2 separate regions of the Triticum aestivum genome follow, and region 1 is linked to region 2. A link is a contact called in public Hi-C data. All regions are on one chromosome and are shown on one strand. The core of a region is the stretch at or near the end of the contact, and the rest is flanking DNA. Distances in the headings are between cores, read along the strand shown. Region 1 holds the start of LOC123049635 (large ribosomal RNA subunit accumulation protein YCED homolog 2, chloroplastic). Region 2 holds the start of LOC123053949 (ATP-dependent Clp protease proteolytic subunit).

The links. Hi-C and Micro-C count contacts between places; a contact is called where the count stands out from the background.
Region 1: a contact with region 2 is called in a Hi-C map of leaf, with 3 times the contacts expected there. The contact joins the promoter of LOC123049635 here to the promoter of LOC123053949 in region 2. A contact is called at or near these places in 3 of 5 Hi-C or Micro-C datasets (all in leaf).

What each region holds. Positions count from the first base shown.
Region 1 is chr2D:479,070,699-479,073,475 of IWGSC CS RefSeq v2.1, forward strand. LOC123049635 (large ribosomal RNA subunit accumulation protein YCED homolog 2, chloroplastic) reads left to right here and starts at 1,339. Exons shown (of 7, transcript XM_044472535.1): 1 at 1,339-1,691; 2 at 1,790-1,978; 3 at 2,073-2,162; 4 at 2,275-2,361; 5 at 2,438-2,518; 6 at 2,586-2,631; 7 at 2,718-2,777. The coding sequence starts at 1,377.
Region 2 is chr2D:478,940,093-478,943,098 of IWGSC CS RefSeq v2.1, forward strand. LOC123053949 (ATP-dependent Clp protease proteolytic subunit) reads right to left here and starts at 1,534. Exons shown (of 1, transcript XM_044477576.1): 1 at 440-1,534. The coding sequence starts at 1,492. The coding sequence ends at 590.

The sequences.
Region 1 (2,777 bases), core at 89-2,588, 130 kb after region 2:
ATCGCCCTAAGATTTAGGTGGGAGTGGTTGAAACGCACTGACAGCTCGCGACCTTGGCAGGGGCTCAACTACTGTTCCGACAAACATGTCAGGTTGGCATTCGACAGCCTGGTCAAGTGGGAAGTAGGGGAAGGTTCGACGGCTTTGTTCTGGAGAGATCGCTGGATCAGTGGATCCTGTGTGAAGGAGATCGCTCCGCTACTTGTTGGCAAAGTGCGGCAGCAGGTGGTGAATAGGAGGAAAGTGAAGGACGCCTTGTATCTCCATGCGTGGACGCAAGATATCGTGGGAGAGATGAATACCGAGAAGCTTTCGCAGTTCGTCAGGTTATGGGAGGTGCTGGTAGACATTGAGCTCACGCCTGGTTCGGAGGACACCCCGATCTGGCAATGGGATGTAACTGGCAAGTACTCGGCAAAATCGGCGTACAAGATGATGTGTGAGGGAGGGGTCAGATTTCAATGCGCCTCGGCTGTCTGGCGCAGTTGGGCCATGATGACCTGTAAGCTCTTCATTTGGCTCGCACTCCAGTACAGAGTGTGGACTTCGGACCGCAGACAGAGGCATGGTCTGCAAGATCATAGCTCGGCATGCTTCCTATATGACCAAGAAGAGGACAAAGTGGATCACATACTACTACAGTGTGTATATGCGAGACAAGTGTGGTTTCTGTGCTTCCGAGAGCTGGGCGTGGATGAAGCTTTGATTCCAACCACAGAGTATACACTAGGTGATTGGTGGGTATCCGCTAGAAAGCGCATTGACAAGAGACACCGGAGAGGATTCGACACAATCTGCATTTCAGTCTGCTGGAACATATGGAAGCAGAGAAACGGCAGAGTTTTTCGCAACAGCAACATCGCCAACGAGTGGGGAACGGCCGATATCATCCACCAGGAACTTAGGCCATGGGCATCGGCGAGAGGGAGAGGAGTTCAACATGGTATAGAGTAGTAGCCTAGCGTGTGGAGTGGAGGGGTGGACGTGCATGCCGTGCCGTGTGTGGTAGTGCATTCCGTCGTCTGTATTTCTTGTACATAACTCTTTTTCGTCTATAAAATTTTCTTGTACATAACTTTTTTTCGTCTATAAAGTTAAGGTACGCACTTTGCGTACCCATGAAAAAAAGTGAATGGTCAGGAGCCGGAGCAGAGACGGGCCCCAAAAAAAAAGAGATGTCCTGGTGGATGCAGAGAGAGAGAGAGCGCGCGCGCGAGCCAGATTGACCATATCATCATGCAATCATGGGGGCTTTGAACCTCTTCCCAAACCTGTCGTCGAGCTGGGTCAAGCTCATCCACGGCCAGGCGTGGCGCTTATTGGTCCGGAGAGCGGGGCGTGGCTCAGTCAGCACCGGTCACGTACGTAAACCCACCATGCACCAGCACCACACATCACGGACGCCAGGGAGTTGCAAGAGGATAAGGCAATCGTGTCCCCGTGACTCCATTTCCTACGGTACGCATGCAGCTAGCACAGCCGGCCGAAGCTCTGCTCTCAGCTCGACAGCAATGGCGAGAGCCTGCAAGTGCAGCCCCGCCTTGAGGCTGCTGCCGAACCCGATCACGGCACAGCTCCCGAGCGGCAGGAGCCACGGAAGATGCAGATGCCTTGCCGTTCACGCGCAGCTCCCAGCCGAGGATGCCGATGATTACCCCGCTGAGTCACCCAAAAGGGTCCAGGTTACACAGGTGAATTACTGATCTAGCCAGTGGTAGGATAACTCGCGGGCAGCGGTTTGAATTTGAATGGCGATGAGCTGCTCACCGCATCATCTGCTTCGATCCAGAGCCTCAGGAGGAGCCGCCGGAGGGGAGCCGCCGGGCGGCAGAGCCTGATCTCCGTCGGGACGTCGCGCGGCGGAGGAGATCAGTGGGGCAGCGACTTCGAGCTGACGCTCCGGCAGCTGAGGCTGGACGACCTGATCGAGGACGGGCACAGCGACGCCGACGTCCTGGTGCACCTTCTGGTCCAGCAGGTAACTGAAAGAGGAACTGGCGTCCATCTGAAAAATATTGCACCGAGCAAGTGAGCAGCTGACTGATAGGTGCGAGATCTTCGTCTGCTTTCAGCACACCCAGTTCGGAATGTCGATCAAAGGGCGAGTGGTCACATCGCTCACCAAAATATGTGATTCCTGCTCCGCCCCATACTGCACAAAGGTATATCACACCGCGGATCACCTGGAAAAAATTTCATGTTCTAAGAAAAGATGGCACATTTGGAAACTGTTCAAGTTAACTGAAAACATTGGATCCTGGGACCCCGTTGCAGATTGATGAGCAGTTCGACATTACGGTGCTGTCTTCCTCCAGGAAAGATCAGAGCGGTTTGCCTGAAATCGGAGACAGCGATCCGTCAGTACGTGATATCATTTACCTAGCTTTGATGCTATATATAATTACCCTAACCATTACGACTATTTCTTTTAGAACAGGTCATCTATGTGAAGCCAGGAACAGAAATCGATATCGACTCGTCAATCCAAGAGACGATACGACTAACAGCGTCAGCCAAGGTATGCACTTGCAGCATGTCATGTCGAACTGTCGACACACGACCTCTTACTGATTATTGTCATTCAGAGTTCATGTTCGGAGGCGTGTGAGAAGTCTCCTGTCGTGTGGAAACGTAAGTGCTCAGACGAGCTGCAACAACTAGTACATTGGATTTGTTGCTTTTACTGTAGATCGCTGTTTTATCTTGTGAATTTGCAGGTGCTGGTAACCAGAAGAAGCGTTACAGCCAAACGTGGTCAAAACTTCTTGATCTCAAGA
Region 2 (3,006 bases), core at 284-2,783:
CCCTTGAAAGATAGTGGTCATCAGTGATATATTACTAGTAGTATTGAATTAAACAATAAAGTTGTTTCTTTACGGAAGACAAACTGGACAGCATTGATTGTATGAAATTCCAACTGATGGATGACTCTTGGAATGAAATCAAATAATCAAGGAGGCACAACTAAAATTATGGTATCAACTCATTAAATGAAATCACATACATCAACAAGGCGCAACTAAAATTATCGAACACAGGATACAAGAATCAGTAATTAGAAATTTGTTTTATACCATTCCCAACTTGCTCCAATAGGCCAACGAAAAATGTGCCTACTGTTGTAAATATGCCGCGTTTATCCTTTATGTTGGGCTACCCTGATTTCAGACAAACATAACATCAACTGTGATATGGCTATAAGTAAGCAAGCAAGGATTGCATCCATCATCAGCAGCAGATTAATGCAAGTAGCAAAACATCAGCTTAGCTAGTGATAAACCGTCTGCCGCAGAATAACAAGTTGTAACCTTATGTAAGAATTAAGCATTGAATGTTGAAATCCAACGAGACAGCTACAGGAACGCAAAAAGGATTGCACCTTGCAACCACCCATCAAGCTGGAGACGGCTCCTCCGTTCCCTTGTTTTCCCCTCCTCCGCTGTTCTTCGGTGGCTCGCTGCTCACGGCATCAGAAACGAGTGAAATAGGGCGGTGCTCGATGACCTCATCGATGAGCCCCCAGGCGTGCGCCTCCACCGGATCCATAAACATGTCCCTCTCCATACACTCCTCTATGCGGTCGATGGCCTGGCCCGTATGCTTGGCGTAGATCTTGTTGAGGCGGTCGCGCACCTTGAGGATCTCCTTGGCCTGGATCGCAATGTCGGAGGCCTGCCCGGAGGCGCCGCCCGACGGCTGGTGGATCATAACCCGGGCGTTCGGCAGCGCGCGGCGCTCGCCGGGCGCGCCCGCGGCGAGCAGCAGCGAGCCCATGGAGGCGGCCTGGCCGATGCAGAGCGTGGTGACCGGGGAGCGGATGTACTGCATGGTGTCGTAGATCGCGAGGCCCGCGGTGACGACCCCGCCGGGGGAGTTGATGTAGAGGTGGATCGGCTTGGCGGGGTTCTCGGACTCGAGGAAGAGCAGCTGGGCGACGACGAGCGAGGCCGTGTCGTCGGCGATGGGCCCGTGGATGCAGACGATGCGCTCCTTGAGGAGGCGCGAGAAGATGTCGTAGGCGCGCTCCCCGCGGGAGGTGTGCTCGATCACCATGGGGACCAGCCCGTACTCGCGGCGCGGGGCGTGGCCTGCCGCCGGGGAGGGCGAGAAGAAGGCCCGCGGGGCGGCGGCGGAGGCGAGGCGGCGCAGCATGGCGGCGGCGCTAGGGTTTGGGGCCGGGTTTAGGGGATTGGGTCTGGGATTGGGTCCCGGCGCGGCGAGGTGAGACCGAGACGGCGGGGTGGGGAGAGGTGAGGTCGGGGTTAGAGTCAGACGAGTGGGGCCGTGGGGAAGCATGGTGGGGTCGGGAGGGGGTGGGTTCGTGGGGACGCCATTGGTGGGGGTGGCTTGTAGGTGAGAGTGAGGCTACAAAGGCTGCGAGGATGGGGGAGCAACAGGTAGGTAGTGGTGGGTTGCGATGTGTGGGGGAAAGGGTGAGGTTGTTCCTTCTTATCTGTTCAACTTGGGCCGGGCTGAACTCTTATGGACCCTTACCAGAAAGCTTGCGAAGGCGAAAGGAGATGTCTCATTTTTTTTAAGCCAGGATGTGGCGATGCTTAAAAAACTGTGGCTAGCTCTCATCATGAGACCCCCTCAAAAAACAGCTCTCATCATGAGAATTTACCAAGTCTCTTATTATCCGTAGCCTTATTTTGGATGATTTGTCGTTATTTGAGATGAAATAAAGCTAGTCATGATGGCATTTCCTCAAAATAAAAAACAAGTCTCATATGATTCTTAAAAAAACTAAGCCTCGTCTAAATCTTACACTGCTTTTTTAGGAAAAACTCTTACAATTTGTCTAATTCACATCTAGATGTTTTTTAAGGATGTCACATCTAAGCTCCCACAGATATATAATGCAGCAACAAGAAACAAAAAAAACTAGGACAAAAAAATAGACCACAAACAGAGTGGACATCAGCTTAGATGTAAATGTGTCCTAGACAGACCCAAACTCTTACACTACTTGATTTTATGTGAAGATATGTGTGGGTTTTTTCTTTTTTTTAATTGATCAAATAGTATAAGTGTTAGATGTAACTATAGTAATTCGGATGAGAATTAGCAAATTCATTTTCCTTATAGAAAAAAACACCCTATTCGTTGATCTAAAAATAATCCACACAACCACTCTCAACCTTAGAGGCCGCCGCCAAGTTTCTCCCCCACGCTGCCGCATCGGCCTCCCTCCTCTTCCCTGTCTGGTAGCCTCAGAGGTGGCAAGAAAAGTGGGGACTCGTCCGTCTGTTTTATTTTTTTCTCTCCTTATATTTTGTTCCCCAGTGACATCGGCGAGGTAGTGGCGGCGATGACATGTCAATAAGGTCACTTCGATCTCTACTTACCTCGATGATATTCAATCCGGCATCGGCGAAGGGCCTGCGAGAGTTTGTGTTCCTGAATATGTTGGTCTCTTGAGATCTAAGACCTCTTCCAATGCAAAGGTGCTTAGATGAGGTGCTAAGAGCATTAAATACCTTAGCAACTCAACTCCCCAATGCATAGGTGCTTACTTGTTGTTGCTAAGCACACTTTATTTAATGAGTTAGCACCTAAAGTCTTTCATGCATTGGTCAAATTGTTTCATTTAAGCACTTCGCCTAGGTTCTCGCGCCTGGCATTGGTTTTTCCTGGGGTCACCAAAGTACTCTCTCCCCTCCTTAAATGTTGTGCCATGTCATTTTTTTGCTTATGTGGCATGCTTAGCACCTGTCCACGGTGGAGCACTGGGAAGGGCCTTAGCAGTTGGTGTGTCCTTCAAGGAGAGCAATCAGCTGGGCATTGGTGCAAAGACTTCAACATCTTCT